Linked DNA regions of Capsicum annuum: region 2 is linked to region 1. A link is a contact called in public Hi-C data. All regions are on one chromosome and are shown on one strand. The core of a region is the stretch at or near the end of the contact, and the rest is flanking DNA. Distances in the headings are between cores, read along the strand shown. Region 1 has its middle 6.8 kb from the start of LOC124889275. Region 2 has its middle 11 kb from the start of LOC107850494.

Region 1 (5,004 bases), core at 676-3,175:
ATAACAAGAAACCAAAAATGCATACGGAAAAGAGAAACAAGATAACAAATATAAAAAGATAATAGTCTATGAAATTATCCAATACCAGGCTTAAATATGTAAGAGGATATAGATATAAATACAAATATAATATTGTAATAATGTAAAGTTGTCTTTTTTTGTTTTTATGTATTAGTTATTTTTAGTGTAGTATTTCTAAAAGACACATAACTTTTAACTTCACATATTAATATGATTATTAATAAAAGTATTTTAGTTAATAAAATGTTAGCCATTTGTTTGGAATAGATTAACTTGGATATTGTTGTTAACACTTTATTTATTAATATGAAGTTTGAGTTGTTTAATTTAAAGCTTTAAAATATTTTTGATAAAAAAATCTATGTGGGCTGGAGTTCTTTCCGATTTTGCGATGAGCTTTAGCCGTTCTTTGTTGCCGGGAACTCAAGTGAAAGACCACTTCCACTATCTGAAAGCCTTATCACTGGAAGGAAACTGCACGATTAGCAGTGAATACGATCAATCCTTCATATATAGCTTTTTCTTTCTTTAATTCCTTTTTTAGATTATTTTTTTAAATGTATTTCACTATTTTTAAAATTTTTGAGAATCCAAAGCAAACGCTTTACTTTTATTCTTAAGCTACCCTGCTTGTTTCTTAAACTAAGAATAAAGGTCACACTCAAGAGTTACAAATTCAAGTTTACTACAAGCTAAAGTGTTTTAAGAGTTGAAAAAAGAGAGCATAAAGATAACATAATAAGATCTAACAATCCCTTAGACCCATATAACATGCTTACTAGCAAATATTCAAGATACTAAAGCACAAACTAATTACTACTGGGAGGTTTTAGAGTAACTTATACAAACCCCATAAATTAAGGAGCCAACAATACTTTTTATCATAACTTTTTTTAATACATAAAATTTCGAAAACTATTTTGTGATACATAAGTTAGGCCTTGATAAATATTGGTTGTGATACATTTAAAACTAATCGTTTAGTTAAATAAGGAAATAACAGAATTGCATTTATTTAGGAAAGTAAATCACGTGAAAAATGTTTGGACTCCTTCATTCCACCTTCTCCCCCAATTAACATCATTAACAATCGGCAACACTCCCTCCAATTTTCAACAACTTAGTGCACCATCGTCTAATTTCCCTTTTTTCCAACACTCAAAACAGAGAATTCTCACGACTGATTTCGCGATTCAATGAACTAGAATTGGCTCTATTTCTTTCATCTTTATTGATCGTTTCTTTTTCTTTAATTTTTTTTTATTTTTCTGATATTATTGAATTTACAAGAACAACAATTTTTGCAAGAACAACAATACGATTTGAATTTCGCCACAATGGTGGTTGTTCGACGATTTAAATTTTGCCGGAATTGTGTTGGGTGGTGGATTTGATATTTTCTGGTTGGCATCACTTTGGGAGGTCAGCTTGGCATTGATATTTGGATGGTCGACTTGGTATTGGGTGGTGAATTTGGTGTTCGTTTCCTCCGTTCTGGTCGAAGATAGTCTGATCTAAAAATTATATATCAGAATCATAATGTTTCAAAAGTACGGAGATGTAATGTATACAAAATTTTGATTAATTTTTTGGTTTAGAGAACTAAGTATATGTTTCAGAAATATTATATCATAACTCAAAAGCCACCCCGCTGCAACCCATTGCCAGATACATATGGACCCTATCCAAAGTGGCCCAATTAGTGAAATTGGGAACGAATGTAAAGCAACTGCAGAGAGAGAAAAACCCTAGCAACCTACATCCAAAAGATGGGAGTCTTACCAATAGTTGTGGAAGAAGAGGGTAAAAACTATTAGTAAGTAGAGAAGCAAGTAAATCGGTTTCAATGACAGAAAAACCGCCTTATCTATTCAATCAAGTTACCAGTATTACCAATGAAAATGAAGCTGCACAAAAGTTTAATCTTTACGGATGCCAACAGAAGTAGAAGAAAAGAAACCAGTACCTCATGATCAAAAAGGTGTTATATTATTTTTTTTGCACGCACCACACTCTCTCACTCTATCTGTGTGTGCGTGTTTAACCTCTGACTGACTGATCTGGATATCCAATTAAATTTGCAGACAAGGGCGTTTTGGTTTCAAATAATACGGAGCAAATGTATGTTGATGTGGTGGGTGAGTTCCCTGTTACTTTCTTAAGATATTACTATTATTATTGTTGCAGATTTTATGATTGAGAAATTACACGTTTGATAGGCCATGGCAACTCACTTGGGAGACGAAATACTTATATGGAGATCCTCATCAGATTACCTGTGCGGTCTCTTTGTAAATTCAAATGTGTTTCAAATTATTGGAGAACATTAATCTCAGATTCTTACTTTAAGATGATGGTACCAAGAATGACCCGAATTCCCAGAAACTACTTATTTGCCAATGGTTCCCTCAAGATGATACAATTTCCATCGATTGTTTAAATTTATCACCATCGGCGGCGGCTCAACCAGTTGGGAATATACGACGTCTTGATTTCCATTCAATCTATAAACCACGTAGATTGCACCTAGCTTGCTGCTGTGATGGCTTGGCTATTATAGCTGCATATTATGATATTGATGTTCGGCAAATAAGATATTTGCTGTGGAACCCCTCCACTGGAGAATCAGCCCCACTTCCTGATCCACAATTTCCAGATTACTCGGGTATTTTTGTGGGACTGGGTTATGACTTAGCTTCTGGTGGCTATAAGATCGTAGCAACTTATCTCAGCAGAGATTGTCCAGGTGAAATTCTCGCGAAGAAAAGTGGTTGTTCCTGGAGATATATTGATAAACATTCTCGTGGCATCTTCAGTCATAACATTGGCACGTATTGTTTGCCATTCGTAAATGGGGCATTTCATTGGACTGGCATGCGTGGAGATTATTCTATGCCTTCAATAAGTCAGTCAGTGGTTTCATTTAGTATTTCTAATGAAGTATATGGAGATATACCTTTGCCAGAGCAATTATCATGCTTGCAAAGACGACGCATCACGTGTGTCATTTCAGCGTTGGATGGTATGCTTTGTGTATATTCTAATTCTGATCTCCAGGGAACATTTAAGCTATGGGTATTGAAAGACTACGATGTCAAGGGATAGTGGACTTCGTTGTTAACTATCAAAGAGTTATTTGACCATACCGAAATATAGGTTTGCGGATGGTGAATTGTTGTACTGGTGCATAGGTACGGGAGGGCATGCATTTAGGACGCTCAATGGGCCATTTGGAGTACGGCCTCAATGCGATAGAATTCAGGGTGGACTCGCTTTTACAGAAAGCTTAATCTCTCCCAAATCACTTATTTAATGTTGCTTATGTATGATCGAGGCATTGTTTAATCTTTACAACCTCTTACTCTTATTGTTAGTTTATCTGTTGCTCGCTAATGGTCATATTGTCTGCTTGCTTACTCTTGTTCTCAGTTTCAATAAAAGCTATTCTGGGTTTTCTCTTTGCATTTCTATACCTCACTTGCAATTAGAGTAGAGCTGGAGATCTATCGGAAACAATCTCCCTATCACCTCTAAGGTAGTGGTATGGATTGTGTACACTTACCCTTCCCAAATCCCACTTAGTGAGATTGTGTACACTTACCCTTCCCAAATCCCACTTAGTGAGAATATATTGGGTATGTTGTTGTTCTCTCCATTAGAGTACCATTCTCAATCGGAATACGATTGAGGTTTGACGATTTATTGGGACTAATTTATATAATATAATTAAAGAAGGTAGCATATTTAAGTTGATTATCTTAGAATTTAAGAACATGAGAAAGAAAAATTATAAAGTTGACTGTAAGTATCTCACACTTAAACGTAGTGTTCTATCCTTATTGGAAGCTTGGGTTGAAGATTTTGAAGTTGATTGCAAAATCTGAAGATTTTGGTGAAGAATTTGGGAAAATTAATGATTGGAATGTGTTTAGAAGGTTGAAAATAGCCTTGGTTCAAAATTTCATCGCATTCTGATCAACGGTTTAAGAGTTAGAGATTTTTGAAGTTCTTGAAGACATTCAAATCTTCAAGTTGAATCTTCATCAAAAATTGGTATTTGATCCTCAAAGGAGAAGTAAAAAGAGTGTAAAGTTGTTAGTATTTAGCATCTTCAAAGGTTCCAAGAATATCCCAAGAGAAAAGAACAAAAAAGTGACCACAACAATTTCATTTTCGGCCCCTTGTGCATGCTGGCAGCTGACCTGCGCCCAAGCTGCCTTGGACCTGCGTTGGAGCTGCTGCAGCAGCACAAAGGCACCTCAAAGCAGTGTTACCTGCATCCAGGCTGCCTTGGAAATGCGCCCCACCTGCTAAAGCAGGCTAAAGCAGGTCACCAAACGCAGATCAGCCCCTCCCAACACAAATCAAGTCCGAAACGCAAAATTCGAGCTTGCAAAGTGCATTTTAACACTTTAATTACTCCATTGCTCAAGGTTTGATTCCATAGTTTCAATTTCTTGATTCCTAAACTCTTCTTTTGATTCCTAAACTACTCATCAACTAGTAATTCATCTACTAAGTTGATTGATTAGTTCTTGAGTCCTATTTCTTTCATCGTTCAATTTCTTTCAGCTTTTCTCTTTTTTCAATTCTTTGTGATATTTTGATTCAAGTCCTTAAATAGTTTTTCTTTCTTTGAGTCGTTCAAACAAGAATTCACTCCGGCCACAAAGTATAGATTGACAAAGCATCTTTCAACATTCGCCGCTCCAATTGTGAGAATCACAAAGGTGAGATTATTACGAGTGTTGGTGAGGTGCTTTACTACTAGTTTTGTTTGTTAATTTTTGTAGATACAAGGTGATATAAGGGGAACATGTCTTCGATAGCCTCGGATAATTGTGACTACGACATAGGAGACTATGATTGTGGTGAAGAATGTTAAGGCTATGAAGAAGGTAGGGATTATGGGGGCTATATCAAATGTGTGGGAGCGGGAACCAAGATATGAATGGAGGGTGTAGTAGGAGTCAATGTCTTCCT
Region 2 (5,004 bases), core at 896-3,395, 59 kb before region 1:
TCACTATAATAGAGAGGAGTACAAAGAGGAGACAAAAGTCTCAATGACGTAAAAAGCACCAAAAACAACCCACTAAACGCACTTATATAATATGTTTGAGACAGGTTTTGAAGTGTTCTTCACTGTTGCCTTACTTAGTTTTGGATCCGATGTTTTAGTGTCATCTTTGGATTCAGCAAATGCCCTTTGTCAACTTTTGGATCAATTTTCAAGTCAGAAATTGGCACATCCATACTATGTGAGTTAGCTGGAAGTGTTTCTTTGTTTTTAGGATGAGATGTAGGTCGTGAAAGGGTTTTCAATCATATTATGTTAAAAATACACTCCTATATTTATATATACAGATTACGTAAGTGTCCTAAATGAAAATATGTACAGAGAGTCCTACACCAAGTCATGAGAATAACAATCCTATGTATACTAATCCAACGTTATCTTCTTCAGTCCCCCTCAAGTTGAGCAGGGGTCTGGACTACTGTCAACTTGGACTGCAACTCAAGAAACCGTGACTTGGACAATTGCTTTGTCAATAGATCTGCAACTAGATCATGAGAACTGACATAACGAACTGAAAGAGTCTTAGCACGAACCTTGTCTAGAACAAAATGGAAATCAATCTCCATATGTTTCGTGCGAGAATGGAAAATGGGATTGGCTGTTAAGTATGTAGCACTTAAATTGTCACACCAGAGAATAGGTGTAGAAGAGGTAAAGTTGCCAATTTCTTGCAGCAAAAACTCCACCCAAGTAATTTCTGAAGTTGCAGCAACTAGTGCTTTATACTCGGCCGCAGTGCTTGATCGGGATACCGCTTTTTGCTTCCTTGATGACCATGAAATCAAATGATTACCGAAGTATATAGCAGATCTAGTGGTGGATTTCCTATCATCCACATCTCACCCCCAATCGGAATCGGCATAGCCATGAAGTAATGTAGTAGATCGAAGTGAAAAGAACAGACCATGAGCTAATGAACCTTTAGTATAATGCAGTATACGTTTCACTGCCACCCAATGAGTATCCATAGGACAATGCATGAATTGAGAAACTTTATTCACTACATACGCCAAATCTGGACGCGTGAAGGTCAAGTACTGCAGCCCACCAACTATGCTACGATACAACGTCGGATCATTGAATGGAACACCTCCAGATGATGAAAGCTTGGAAGATGGGTAAATAGGAGTGTTAACAGGACTGCAAGACTCCATCTAGACACGTTGAAGGAGCTCCTCACCATATTTTCTTTGAGATAAAAACAAACCTTCACTAGTTCTAGTTGCTGATACACCCAAAAAATAAGAAAGAGACCCCAAATCACGTACAACAAATTGGGATTGGAGGTGCGCAACCAAAGACTTAATATGGGCAGGATTATTGCCAAGCACCAAAATATCATCCACATATATCAGACAAAAAATCTTGTCACTCAGAGTAGACATATAAAACAAAGAACTGTCCGTCTTAGAACCCGAGAATCCTAGTGAAGTGAGAGCTTTAGTAAATCGCTTGTTCCACATTCGAGGAGCTTGTTTGAGACCATATAGGGATCTTTTGAGAAGACACACATGGTCTGCGCGAGAGGGATTACAAAACTAGGAGGTTGAGACATATAAACAACCTAATCCAAGTTATCATGAAGAAAAGCATTGAAGATATCCAACTGTGTGATATGCCAACCATTAGTTACGGCCAAGGATAACAACAACCGAATCGTGGATGGCTTAACTACGGGACTAAATGTATCCACAAAATCAATCCCAGAACGTTGGTGATACCCTTTGGTGACAATTCGTGCCTTGTAACGGTCTAACGAACCATCAACCTTCATTTTTGTCTTAAACACCCATCGACAACCAATGATATTTTGAGTTGGGGATGAAGGAACAAGCTGCCAGGTTCCATTGCGTATTAATGCATTGTATTCATCAGCCATAGCACGCCGCCAATGCTCATGCTTAACAGCCTGAGAGTAGCAAGAAGGTTCCGTAAAGGCTGGAGTAACCACAGACATAAAAAATGGTTGCTGGGGCTTTAAAGAACCAGTTTGAACTCGAGTGACCATACGCCGAGCAGGTGATGAGTGTGGCAACTGAGGTGGTGGTGACTCATGTGGTGCGGCCGAATTTGAAGGCGGAACATCAACAGGCAGAGGCTATGAAGGTGTCAGGGATACAGGCAGCTCGGCTACTGGTGATGTAAGGGACTGATCTGATTCGAAGTGATCTGGTAAAGGGACTGGTCTGGAAGGTTTAGAAAGAAAATTATTTGGAGATGAAGGTATTGTAGGAGAAAGAGGCAGTTGTAGGGTGAGAGGATCTGCGGTATTATTGGTTGATTTCATGGGCACCAACGCATCCTGCAAAGAAAAAGGAAACACAGATTCATCAAAAACTACATGACGTGAATACAAAAGATTTTGAAGAAAGAGGATCATAACATTTATATCCTTTATGAAGTTTACTGTATCCCAAGGATACACAGGGTTTAGATCGAGGTGATAATTTGTTCTTGGTGTAGGGACGAAGCCAAGGAAAACACATACAACCAAAAACACACAATAGAGAATTGTCCGGATCCTTTTGAAAAAGTGCATAAAAAGGTTATTGATTTTTGGAAAAAAGCTCAACTATGCACTATGATAAATGACTCATTTATGTCATCCGTTAAAAGTTGAGTTCATTCATGCCATTGCTATTATAAAACTGGTCCATCCATGCCATTACTTTTTAACGGTGATTTTCTAAAAAACTGCTTTGCCACATGGCCTCTTATTAGAGGTCCACGTCATTTTTTTTTTAGTTTTGATCTATTAAGAAGAATTTACCCACACCCAACCTATCACCTTAACCCACTTTAATATTACTCTTAATTTTAACCTAGATTTAAACATATGACCACAACTTTTAATTAGGAAGAATACCTAAAAATTCCTTCTAAATTTGAATTATAAGTTTTATAATTTAATTATTGGTAGTCTTAATTATTTCGTGAATTTGGCTATTTGGTAGCCTTTATATTCTTTAACGTGGACGAGACGTAGATCATAACTTTTTTCTGCGTGGGTGGATTCTTTAATATATACATTAAAGATCCATTAATATACACATAAATAGTGTCTGCGTGAGTAGGTATCAAACAACACTAAAAAATATTTGGACTGAAAACACCCTACGTACCTGGATGGTGGTCTTTTATTTATTTTATATTTTTTTAAACTCTAACACGCGTAAAAATAAATTATGCTCTACGTCTCGTCCACGTTAAAGAGTATAAAGGCTACCAAATAGCCAAGTCCACGAAATAATTAAGACTACCAATAATTCAATTATACAACTTATAATCCAAATTTAGAAGGAATTTTTAGGTATTCTTCCTAACTAAAAGTTGTGGTCCTTCATGTATGTGGTATTCTCTTCGTCCTAAATTATGTGATGATGTTCGGATTTCGAGAGAGTCAAAGCAAATTATTTTTTAATCACAATTTATTCATTTGCCATTTTAAATTATTAATTATTCTAACCTATATTATTTTAAACGTAGTATTCAAGTATGTAAATTTCATGTTTGAAGACTAAATGATTATATATATGTTTAAATCTAGGGTCAAAATTAAGAGTAATATTAAAGTGGGTTAAGGTGATAGGTTGGGTGTGGGTGAATTTGAATCAAAACTTAAAAAAAATAAAATTAAAAATTTAAAAAATGACGTGGACCTCTAATAAGAGGCCACATGTCAAAGCATTTTTTTTTGAAAACCACCGTTAAAAAGTAATGGCATGGATGAACCGATTTTATAACGGTGATGACATGAATGAGCCCAATTTTTAACGGATGGCATAAATGAGCCATTTCTGATAGTTCAGTGACATATTTGAGCCTTTTCCCTTGATTTTTCAACCGTGGTGTGGGTAATCTGTTAACGACAATTTCAAATGCATTTGTCCAAAAATGAGAAAGAACACTGGCATGGAGTAATAATGCTCTACTAGTCTCGATAATATGCCTATGTTTACGTTTTGCACAACCATTTTGTACGAGAGTGTAAAGACAGGAAACACGTTGTGTAATTCCATTAGTACGTAAATAATTGGTCAATGCTTGAAACTCCCCTCCCCAGTCAGCTTGGAGACATTTAATAGGGCGACCAAAGTATTGTTCAACTAGACCGCAAAATTGAATAAAAACGAACAAAACTTCAGATTTAAAGCGAAGAAAATAAATCCAAGTATATTTACTAAAATGATAAAAAAAGATCACATAATAACGATAACCATCATTAAAAACAACTGGGGCAGGTCCCAAACATCAACAAATTAAATCAAGAGGGCCAGAAGCCTGAAAACTAGACTCACTAAAAGAAATCTTATGACTTTACTAACAACACAAGTAGTGCACAAACTAGAAAATTTACTAGACTGTAAAACAGTAGATGATAATGCTTGACCAACGGTAGGATAAGATGCATGTTCTAGATGAGCATGCCAAACACCAAGAGAAACTTCAAAGGAAACTGGAGAAGATAGTCTTTTCACAGGAAGCAAGTATAGTCCTCTGTTAGTCCGCCTTCTGTGCAGTGGTACCCTCATTGCCAAATCCTTAATCAAAAAATGGTTAGGAAAAAATTCAACGGAAACATTGTTAGATGTAGTAAAAGAACTAATGGAAATTAAATTTTGAGTAGCAGTAGGAACGTGAAGAATATCGTCAAGTTTGAATTTTTTGTCAGAAGCAACAATAGAGCTTGCACCTACATGAGAGATTGGTAATTTCGAGTCATTACCTAGAGTTACTTCCTCGGGGCCTTGATATTCAGAGTGAATGACAAGGTTATCAAGATCAGATTTCAGATGATGTGTGGTTCCACTATCCATCAACCAATTTTGAGTAGGTGAATTTTGGGTAGTCGCAAGGTTAGAAACGGGTCGTCCAGACACCCGAGTGCCATTCGATGTCTGGGCTGATAAGCAAACTCATGCGATATGGCCTTTTCCTTCACAATCA

The links. Hi-C and Micro-C count contacts between places; a contact is called where the count stands out from the background.
Region 2: a contact with region 1 is called in a Hi-C map of leaf, with 2.0 times the contacts expected there. The contact joins two enhancer-like sites. A contact is called at or near these places in 2 of 5 Hi-C or Micro-C datasets (leaf and placenta).

Annotation. Positions count from the first base shown.
Region 1 is chr12:5,417,997-5,423,000 of UCD10Xv1.1, reverse strand. No RefSeq gene overlaps it. Among protein-coding and RNA genes, the nearest start is that of LOC124889275, 6.8 kb to the right of the region's middle. Within about 2 kb of position 1,925, at least 4 of the 5 cell types and tissues checked have an H3K27ac peak or open chromatin away from gene starts, as enhancers often do. A contact at or near this core is called in leaf, where this site is marked.
Region 2 is chr12:5,477,277-5,482,280 of UCD10Xv1.1, reverse strand. No RefSeq gene overlaps it. Among protein-coding and RNA genes, the nearest start is that of LOC107850494, 11 kb to the left of the region's middle. Within about 2 kb of position 2,145, at least 4 of the 5 cell types and tissues checked have an H3K27ac peak or open chromatin away from gene starts, as enhancers often do. A contact at or near this core is called in leaf, where this site is marked.